Regions from separate parts of the Mus musculus genome. Here region 2 is linked to region 1. The links are chromatin contacts, called in public Hi-C maps. All regions are on one chromosome and are shown on one strand. Each heading gives the region's core, a stretch centred on a gene start, on an enhancer-like site or on the middle of the called end of the contact. The rest is flanking DNA. Distances are from core to core; before and after follow the strand shown. Region 1 has its middle 18 kb from the start of Btg1. Region 2 has its middle 60 kb from the start of Gm46240.

Region 1 (4,983 bases), core at 741-3,240:
ATTATAAACCCTGTGTGGTTTAAGCCTGCTTCCAACACCCTCAAACTCTCACCAGGACTCAGCAGAATCCTGCGTGAAAATCAGACAATCATGTACTTTTGTGTATTTAAAAGGAGAGGACCAGATACTTCCCTAGCAGTGTGGAGGGAGATGGGGAAGGATTGAGAGTAGCCTGGGCTACAAATAGAGTCAGTCTAGGAGAGAAGCCAGGGGAGTGGAAAATAAATAGAAAGGAGAAGGGATAAATATTTCCAGATCTTTTCATTCAGGGTCATTCCAGATCCTAAATTCTCTACTGACCACATCACTCGCTGAAAACCTGTTTCCTTCTTGATCCTAAGGTTACTGTGTTCATGGTTTTCCTTTTTCTCATTCAAGAGAGAAGCTATCGGGAGCTTTATTTTCCTTTCCTAAAACCAAAATAAAGCCAATTTTTAAAAAGCCATAAAGAAATGGGAAAAAGAACCAAAACCAAAACCAAAGAAATCCAGAAAGGATTTTAAGAAACAAAATGGACCCAGTTCTACTCTTGTGACTAGAGGACCCTTGGAGAGGAACCACACTGCATAAATGAGAGGAGGAGGGATTACAGGTTTAATCCTCAAAGCTCCTCTTTGGGCACCAAGCTTCTTGAAAGAGAGGCCTGGAAAAGCACGGACATGTTCATCCTTCTATTACAGAAGGAGAGAACTGTTGTGACTTCCTTCTTTACCCTTACAGAAGTGCCTTATCTGACTCAGTACTTACTTGACTTGATTTCTATCTTGAGGCAATGTGCTAGAGAAGGAGTGTGTGTGTGTGTGTGTGTGTGTGTGTGTGTGTGTGTGTGTGTGTGTGAGAGAGAGAGAGAGAGAGAGAGAGAGAGCACACACATATGTGCCTGCTATGGAGAACCTGGAAAGCCACTGACAAAGATAAAACGAATAGGATTTAAAAGCACGAAGAACAATAAAATCAATGAAGGACAGATTTGCTCGCTTGTTTAGTATTTTCTTTATTTGAGGCAGGGTGCTACTATGTAGTTTACAGGATTGACAGTCATTCTGTCTCAGCCTCTAGGGTTGGGATTACAAAAGTGTGCCACCATGCCTGGCTGAGACGTATTTCCTTGGCCTCTAAAACAACTGTCTACAAGAAATGATGTGTGGCTGAATGCAAAACACAAAACAAAACAGCTATGAGATTTTGGTATTATAACATTATGGTGATTTAAATGATGTATTATTACTCTTATATGTCCATGTGTGTAGCTGTGTGTCCATGTGTGAAGGGGAGTTGGGGGAGGTGATATACCAAGGCACATGTGTGGAGATCAGGAGACAACTTTGTAGAGTTGGTTCTCACCTTTCACCTCTAAGTAGTTTGTGAGGGTAGAACTCATATTCCCCAGTTCCCATAGAGCGCCTGCAAGCATCTTTACCCAGTGTGCTGTCCCTTCCACCCCAGCTATCCCTTCTGTCTGGGTCCCCTTTCACTTCCGGTGATGTATCCTACTTATTGTTTCCTGGTTCTTTTGTTTTAACGAAGGAATTCGAGTCTTCGAGTAGGAACTGAGAATTCATCTTGACAAACGAATCTTTGAAAAATGAAAACACAACAACCAAATAACTTAAAATATTTAACAGAGTGTATACTCAGCCAACTAGGTCTCTACTCTGCAGAACTCAGGAACCTAGCACAGAAGAGCCCAACTTTCGGTCTGAATTTTTTTTTTTCAATTTCTAAGCATCACTTTTTTTTTTAAAAAAACAATAGAAAGATGTTTCGATCACTATAGGACAAAAACTTAACTCTTTTTTTTTTTTTCAGTCAGACAAGTTCTGCAAACCTCCATCTATTTTTTTCCTTCTCCCAGTGAACTTCCAAAGTTTATGTTCAGGAGAAAGAATTCTATCTACACTCAGCAACTGGGCTCATAATAGGGAAGACACTAAACAAACCTTCATTCTCCAGGGCTCCAAATCTCCCTCCATTTATAGCCAGAGTTTACAGCCCGTGTTCATCTCCCATTTCCTCCACGGAGCCGTCCCTGTCAAGAGATGCTCAGCACCTGGTCCCTGAGAGGGTTTTCTGAGAGCTTTGCTGACTGGCTGTTTCACAGGAAGCATTTTTTTACCATTAATCACCCTCTCTCTCTCTCTCTCTCTCTCTCTCTCTCTCTCTCTCTCTCTCTCTCTCTCTCTCTCAGAGGAAGGCCCCGTGGTCTCCAGGGTAATCAGCTCTCTGCTTCCCTGAGATCCTTGGGTCCCTAAGGGAGAAGATATGAGGGGAGAAAAGAAGAGGAGGATTTTTCCACATTAAAAGTAGGAGTAGGGACTGGCCAGCTGGTGCAGTCAAGTGCCCAATGTGTAAGTCTGAGGACCTGAATTCAGACCTCTCAGAATGCTCAGCTTTGGCACTGAGAGGCAGAAACAAAGAGGACCCTGGGACCTGCTGGCCATGAAATAAAGGCAGGTCCTGAAAGGGATTCAGTGTGAGAAGCTGCCTCAAAAAGTATCCTGAGGAGCAGACAACCCCAGGGCTCTACACAGACACACAGACACACACACAAGCAAGAAGGAAGGGTGCGGTGGTATGACATACATCCTAATCCCAGGATACCAGAGATCACCCGGAGGCCAGCCTGTTCTACACTGTAAGTTCCAGCCCAGCCAAACGAGTCCAGCAAAACCTTGTTTTACGTGGGAGAAGGGGAGGGAAGTAGGGTAGAGATTCAAACTGGAAACCAAACCAAACCAAACCAAACCAAACCAAAATTTTAAATCAAAAACAAGAAAGCAAAGACTAAAAATGAAGAGACATTGAGGTGTGTAAACAGAAAATCATTACTTCAGCACCACAGATAGGATAGGAGAACAGTTAGTAGCTGTGGAGGCTTCGTGGTATTGTGTACTGCAAAACACACATCCTTGCTCTCACCTCTCATCACACTGCAGGAAGATGTGGAGCACACTTGGAACCCCAGCACATGGGCCACAGAGCCAGGAAGATCAGGAATTCTGGGCCATCCTGGCCTATACATGGGGATTCTGCCTTAAAAATAAGTAGAGCTAGTGAGATGGTTTGGTGGGTCAAGGTGTTTGCCTCCTGACCCAATAACCTGATTCCGATCTCTAGATTCCACATCATCAAAGAAGAGAGAACCAACTGTCAGAAGTTGTCCTCTGATCTCCTCATGTGCTCTGTGGCACCCACCACATGTCGTTGCACACTGTGTGTGTGTGTGTGTGTGTGTGTGTGTGTGTGTGTGTGTGTGTTGAGCCACAGTGCACATGTTGAGGTCAGATGCACACTTTTGAGTGGGTTCTCTTTTGCCACTGTGGGCCCCTGGAATTGAACTCAGGTCATTAGGCTTGGCAGCAGGCACCTCAACCTTCCAAACCATCTCCCTGCCCTTACATAGTCTTTCCAATGCTAACTGTACTCACCCTACCCTCCAGCAAACACCTATAGCCACCCCCACCCCCGAACCCTCGAAATAAATTTCTAGTGAAATAAAATCGTCATTGAAAATTATAAACATAAATGTAGGCAAAGGCCTACACACTCCACACACTTAGATAATATTTTCACCCAAACACTCCGAAATCTTGAACTGTGAAATAGCCAACTAAGTAGTTCCATTTCAATTAGCTTTACCAGGAGTTTACTGTATAACAGTGTTATGCTAGATTTAAATTTAAAAATAACTCTGCCCAACCACACATTTAGGCGTGTTTCTCTTTCATTCTACAGCAGAGTATTCTCCTAACTAGAGAAGTTCAGCTTGAGTGGGCGGGAAGAAGGGGAAAACAGTGAAATGGAGGCAGGACATTTCCCAGGAAAACCAAGGGCAAAAACACTTCTCATAGCCTGAGGATCCTGGCCAGCATTTTGATCAAGAGAATCAACTTTTGAGACACAGTGAAGCATCTGGGAAACCTTCTGGGAGACATAACACAGACTGTGGAAGCAAATATTAGCAGGTTCACCAGGCCGTAATCACCGCCGGTATCCATGGTGCTAAGGTTCAAATTAACATGGTTATTTTTCTTGTGTTGCCAAATTTAACATTGGGGAATTTTGGTTGTGGGCCTGTTATCATTAGGCAAACACACATACTGGTGTTGAAGCAAATTTTTAGATAATTGCACAGTGTTTATGAGAACAGATTTGGGGATTTAAGCATATACTCAAATACCCATGCCCCCAGATAAATACAGGTCTCCTGTCACCTTTGGTAAATGTTCATGTGGGTAAAATTTCTGATTCTGCATGTAATCTAAATACCATGACTACCAATATTTAGTGTTATCTCCCTCCCATTCTTTCTTCCTTTCTCTCTTTCTCTACAACCTTATCTCATTCTTAGTCAAGTGGTCGCAATTATCTGTCAATATCTACGACTTTAAGAAGCATCCTTTTGGTGTGGATCCAGGGGAGAGGAGAGGTTGGGAGGAACTGGGAGGAGTGGGGGGAGGGGAAACCACAATCAGAAACCAGAAAATGAAACCATAGAATGAATACATTAAAAAAAAAAAAACTATTTTCAAAACTGGAAAATGTTAAAAGGGGATCCTTTTGTAAGATCCAGAAAATCTTTCTGCCTCCATTTCAGACTTTCACAGAGGTGGCGAGAGTCACGACAGTGGTTTAATCTCTATGTCAACACACCAAGTGCTCAGGCCATCCCTCTGGAGTCAAAGGAAGGCCACCTAGAGAGAACTAATCCAGCCAGTGTGGGTAGGAACGATGAATCTCACTTCTTGGGCTAAGGAGTGAAACCAGGACAGAAGTCATGGTGAAATCTATTTTAGAAAGTACCAAGTGAATGAATCACGGAAATACTTTAAAATCTTCAGACCAAAGCTGGTTATTCATGCCTGAAGTTCCAGCTCTTGGGAAACTGAAGCAAGCGGGGTATGAGCCCGGGGCTATGTAACAAGACCTCAGAGACAAAAACAAGAGCCAGAGGTGGATGTGCAAGCCTTTAATCCCAGCAGT
Region 2 (4,983 bases), core at 1,681-4,180, 210 kb before region 1:
GTATCATGGTGTGTGCATCTGAGTACATGCATGCATGCACACACCACGGTACATGTATAGAGGTCAAAGAACACCTTTTGGAAGTTGGTTCTCTTCTTCCACTGTGGGGTCCAGGGACTCAAACTGAGGTAATGAGGCTTTTATTCTCGGTCTTCGGCAAAAAGGCAAAAAGATTGGGAATCTGGAAACTCCATGGTGGAGTCCTGAGTTTAAGCACGGTGCACAAACGATCTGCAACTAGTCCCTTGTCTTTGCCTTAATCTGTGTGTCAAATGGTTGTTCCCAATGTTAAGAAGAAAAAAGAAAAAAAGAAAAAAAAAAAGGCTCTGTTAATGCTTTTGAGTGTTGTTGTTGTTGTTAATTGTTTTTGTTTTTCCAGAAAAAAATATAAACCCTAGGGAATTTTTTTTTAATTCTCTGTAAACTACGGAAATGAAGCTACAGTCCAACTTCAGCAATAATTCCACATAATTTGTTTCCTTTGAAAGGGGAAGTTTTAGTCCATGCCCTGGAGAACCTATTACTATGTTGTTTCATTTTGCTTTTCATTTGTAGTTTTATTTATCTTCATTTATTTTAGTTTATTGTATTTCCACATGAGGAAATAGTTCATTTGAAGATAAACTCGTATTGTTGTATTTGGAAAAGCCTCATTAAATCTTTCAAAATACTAAGTGTTCCATCTTTTATTTGTCCCTTCGACGATGAGATAAATCCTGTGGGTCTTTGTCTGAACTTGACAATGTGGGATTTGCTCATTCATTCAGAATTATTTTCATCACCAACCTAAAAAAGCTCGTTTCTAAATTCCTAAATGGCCCTGTCTTAATGCATCATGCTCTCATAGCTGCAAAGTCATCACATTCAACAGTTGTTTTCAACTGGGATTTCTTTCTTATGAGCCCATTACAGGCAATTACCTCCTCAGGATTCCTCCAGTTGGGCCCCAGCTTCTGGAAAAACATGAGACTTCCCTGATCACACTTAGCTATAGCTGTCCTCTTTCCTGTTTATCTCCCACACTGACTCCTTGAAGATGGTACTTAGAAGAAGTGCTTAGGAGACCCACCCATGCCCAGTGCAAATCTAATATAGCTGAAGGCTTAAGATGGTCAAGGTTTCACCACATGTAAAGGTTCTGTGAACCACTGAATTTGTGTTTGCTGCACTGCCCCTTCCCAAATCCCTTACCATGTTGACAAAGTGTGTGTAAACTTAACAGAGCCTATTTACTGGTGTCTGGACTCTTGGGTACACTGGAGAGCGTACCTGCTAAATTGATATCTTGAAATGCTAATCACTGGTGTCTCAAAGACGACTATATTTGAAATTAAGTTTTTAAAAAGAGGTTAAAGGTACAAAAGGGAACTCCTCTAAACTAAATGGAAGGGGTTACTAAATAGTATGGACAAAATCTTTGTGGAATGATATTTGAGTCATTTAAATACACAAATAAGGGCTAGGGATGTAGCTCGGTACTAGAATACTTCTCTCAGAAGTGAGAAACTGTATTTAATCCTCAGTACTAAAGAAGAAGAAGGAAGAAGGAAAAAAAAAAAAAAAACTATCTTGGCCTTATCTCTAAAAGTAACATATGTCACCTATTCTGCTATTCAGGACAAATAAATAATTCAAGTTTAATTCATCAACCAAATACATACAATTTTGCATCTTCACTAGAAAATAGACTGGCCAGTCTCTGACAAATGGACAATACCTCTTAACTACATATAAGCATTATCTTGTAAAGTTGACTACTTGGAGAACAAATGATAATTTCTTCACCTCTTACACTTGAGATCACCTAAAAATATGTTTTCCCTGGAGTGTGATATTTAGGGACTCACATCATTATGCTATGTGACTGTACAAGGTTATCAAATAGTAGGTCAGAAGATTTTTTTTTTTTTGCCATAGGCATTAGGTACTATTAGCCTTACACCCTTAGTCATTGATAATTCACAAGTGAACACTAAAAATGCAGTTTATGCTACCCTATGAATTTTCTTTCTCGCATCACAATTCTCTAGTGACTATGAGACCTTAAGTAGGTCATCGTAATGGCAGAGATGATCATTTTCTTGGCAGTGCAGCCTGGGAAGCCAGGTCTGCACAACTGGCAAGTTTTCAGCAGGCTCACCTGAGAGTAGCCATAATGCAATTGGATTTTCCTTGAAAATGTGCAGGGATAGCCAGAATCAAGTCTCCAGGTTTTCTTGAAATATTGTCAGCATGTTTTAAATGGTCCTAAAGATGACATCCAAGGTTGCCTTCCAACTTTGGAGATATTTAGATGCAGAAACATGTGTGTCATATTCTCTCTCTCTCTCTCTCTCTCTCTCTCTCTCACAAACACACACACACACATATTAATTCACACATTTTTAAAATGAGCTACTACTATAAGTTGGGAAGACACCCAAAATGAGACTTCTGATGACTGGGTATGGAAAGGAAAATTTTTAATAAAATAACATCAGAGAATGATGCAAACAAAATGAAAGAAAGACCGAGGGTCAATAACTATGTATCATTCATAATTTGATCTCCTTGCTCATAGCCTCAGTCAGACTGTTATTAGATATTGCCAAATATTTTCAAACACAGAAGTTTCAGATCAATCATATGTTGTTAATTCTATCAGATTAGATCTTAATGCAAATCATGTAGGACCTGATTATATGAGGATTCGAAGCTATAAGGTTCAACTTACGAACATTCCACATCTCTCTCTCACTTTCTATAAATGTATAAATTGAACAGCACCAAAATACATTTTGGAATATGTTATTTTGACAGTCTTTCTTCATTGGATGAAAGGATGCTCATTTAAAAAAAAATGCAGCAAAATTTGGGTTTCTGCTGAACTAACTGAGATCCCAGGTGCTCTGGACTAGAAGCCAAAGTCTGGAAAACATTCAACCTGCTGACTTTTATCCAGTTTTTCAGATGAGATGACTGTGAGTAATTCAGGCTGTTGGCTATGAAACACGGACAGATCTGCCTGCCATTATTAATGAACACACGATGAGATAACAGAGACTAATTTCTCTGCAAAAAGGACCAAAAGGAAAATACTTAAGACTGATAAAGTCAAATAAACATGAATATTAAAAACAGCAACTAAAGGCTGAAGAGAATGCTCCGTGGTTAAGAGTCCTGGCTGCTCTTCAAGAAGACCCAGGTTCAATTTCCGGCACCCACGTGGCAGCTCACAACACCCATAAATTTAATGCTAGATGTGTAAGTCTCTCCCGACCTTTGAGGGTATAGTATAGATGTGATGGATATTCATCCATGCAGGCAAAACATCCCCACACACAAAGTAAAAACAAACTAAAATTTGTGGACTGATTGTGGCACCTTAGGTATTGTATCAAGTAATTTAGGGGATGACTGTGCTTGTATATTTACAATAGGCTTATGATGTAAACAGAAATGTCACTCTGTTTTGGAGATGTAAGCATCAAGCCTTTAAGAAGTCAAGAACAACATTAGGAATGGGAACTAATGAAATTTTCATAGACTAATCCATCATCATGCCAAGATTATATTCTAGACATGAACAAGTCACAGAGGGAGGACCAGCTCTCTCTGGCCTGTGCCATGCCTCCATTCATATCATCAAGAAATGAGAACATCTGGCCAATGGAGACAAAGGCAAAGGATGTCTACACATTTGTCCCCTTGTTCATATAAACAACATCCAGATTCCACTTATACTTTGGCTACTACAAATTGTTGTGAGCCTGAAAGTAGGGATTTCTTATTCATGACTACGGAAGGAAGCAGGGAGAAGTGAACTGCAGACTGTTTCCAACACGATAATTAATTCTCTGCAGGAAAGACCAGGCGATTTTTCCATAAGAGGGTGATTTCTCCAACCTTTCAAATTACTTTTTTCCCAAAGTAGATTGTAAACTACTGGTTTAGGTAAACTACTGAGTAGGTAAAACTTCAAACACTGGTAAAGTTTTTCAACTTGACCACTGCCCTTGGTAAAATCATGATAGAACTTTTTTTTTGTCCTATTTTGCCAAAAGATGGGCATAAATCTCTTTAACATAGATGATGTGTGGGAAAGCAAAGATGGATTTAGATGGTCCTAAATAAGAAGACGTTGACTGTTGCCCATCATTCTTAGGAGATAGGTGGATGATTTGTCAGTCAGGGCTCGGTGACCTTGATCATCCTATTGGCTTTAAATAACATATATGACTTACTATTTTCATATGTTCTTATGAAAAAAAATTTAATACATGGTGTTCAGGAATCGCTGGTTCACTTGTTTCCTTTCTTAGTGATAGGCTTAAGACTTGACAAGCTTCTAAATTTTCTCCTGGCATGTGTATGGCAACAGTGAGAAGCCAGGACCTCCCAGAAGCAACTAAACATGGAACAAGGGAAACAAAGTCAAGCCTTTTATAGCAAAGGGCAAATATTTGCCTAACTTTCCTCAACATGACAGTTAAAAACAAAATCCTAAACCACAAACCCATTTGACCCCGCAACAGTAACCTTCATTAAGAACTGTTTTGCCTTGAATCAGAATGAGCAGTGTCCATCAATTTCAATGCATTTTCTAGGTCAATATATATAGACTCAGGATTGGAAAACACACTTAAGTCATAAGGGGTCAAGTATCTTCAAACAATCCGGAAGTGAATTTGAGTATATCTGTTAGCGTTTTTAGCCCTACCCATTTTTGCATTGGTTTCAATGATTGTTTTCAATGACAACAGGTATCTTTTACAAAAGCCTATAGTGTTCGTATTAATCCCTTGAAAATTTTATGCATGCACATGATCTATGTTCATATTCACCCCCATTCTCCCCCTAACTTGTCATAGACCCACCCTTGACCATTCCTTCCCAGTCCCAAGTTTACCTCCTCCTCTCTCTCTTTTTAAGGCTTTCTGAGTATAACCTATCCTGCACATATGCTTTTGGGTGCTGGGTCAAACAGTTAGATAAAACTGACTC

The links. A called contact is a pair of places that touch in the nucleus more often than the background predicts.
Region 2: a contact with region 1 is called in a Hi-C map of cerebellar granule neurons, with 2.3 times the contacts expected there. The contact joins two enhancer-like sites. A contact is called at or near these places in 7 of 39 promoter capture datasets (3T3-L1-derived adipocytes, the HPC-7 cell line, embryonic stem cells and 3 more), 10 of 484 Hi-C or Micro-C datasets (brain, cerebellar granule neurons, cerebellum and 4 more) and 6 of 115 datasets of contacts at active chromatin or transcription factors (the SCID.adh cell line, bone marrow-derived dendritic cells, craniofacial prominence and 3 more).

What each region holds. Positions count from the first base shown.
Region 1 is chr10:96,632,813-96,637,795 of GRCm38.p6, reverse strand. No RefSeq gene overlaps it. Among named protein-coding and RNA genes, the nearest start is that of Btg1, 18 kb to the right of the region's middle. Within about 2 kb of position 1,990, at least 30 of the 459 cell types and tissues checked have an H3K27ac peak or open chromatin away from gene starts, as enhancers often do. A contact at or near this core is called in cerebellar granule neurons, where this site is marked.
Region 2 is chr10:96,839,283-96,844,265 of GRCm38.p6, reverse strand. No RefSeq gene overlaps it. Among named protein-coding and RNA genes, the nearest start is that of Gm46240, 60 kb to the left of the region's middle. Within about 2 kb of position 2,930, at least 1 of the 459 cell types and tissues checked has an H3K27ac peak or open chromatin away from gene starts, as enhancers often do. A contact at or near this core is called in cerebellar granule neurons, where this site is marked.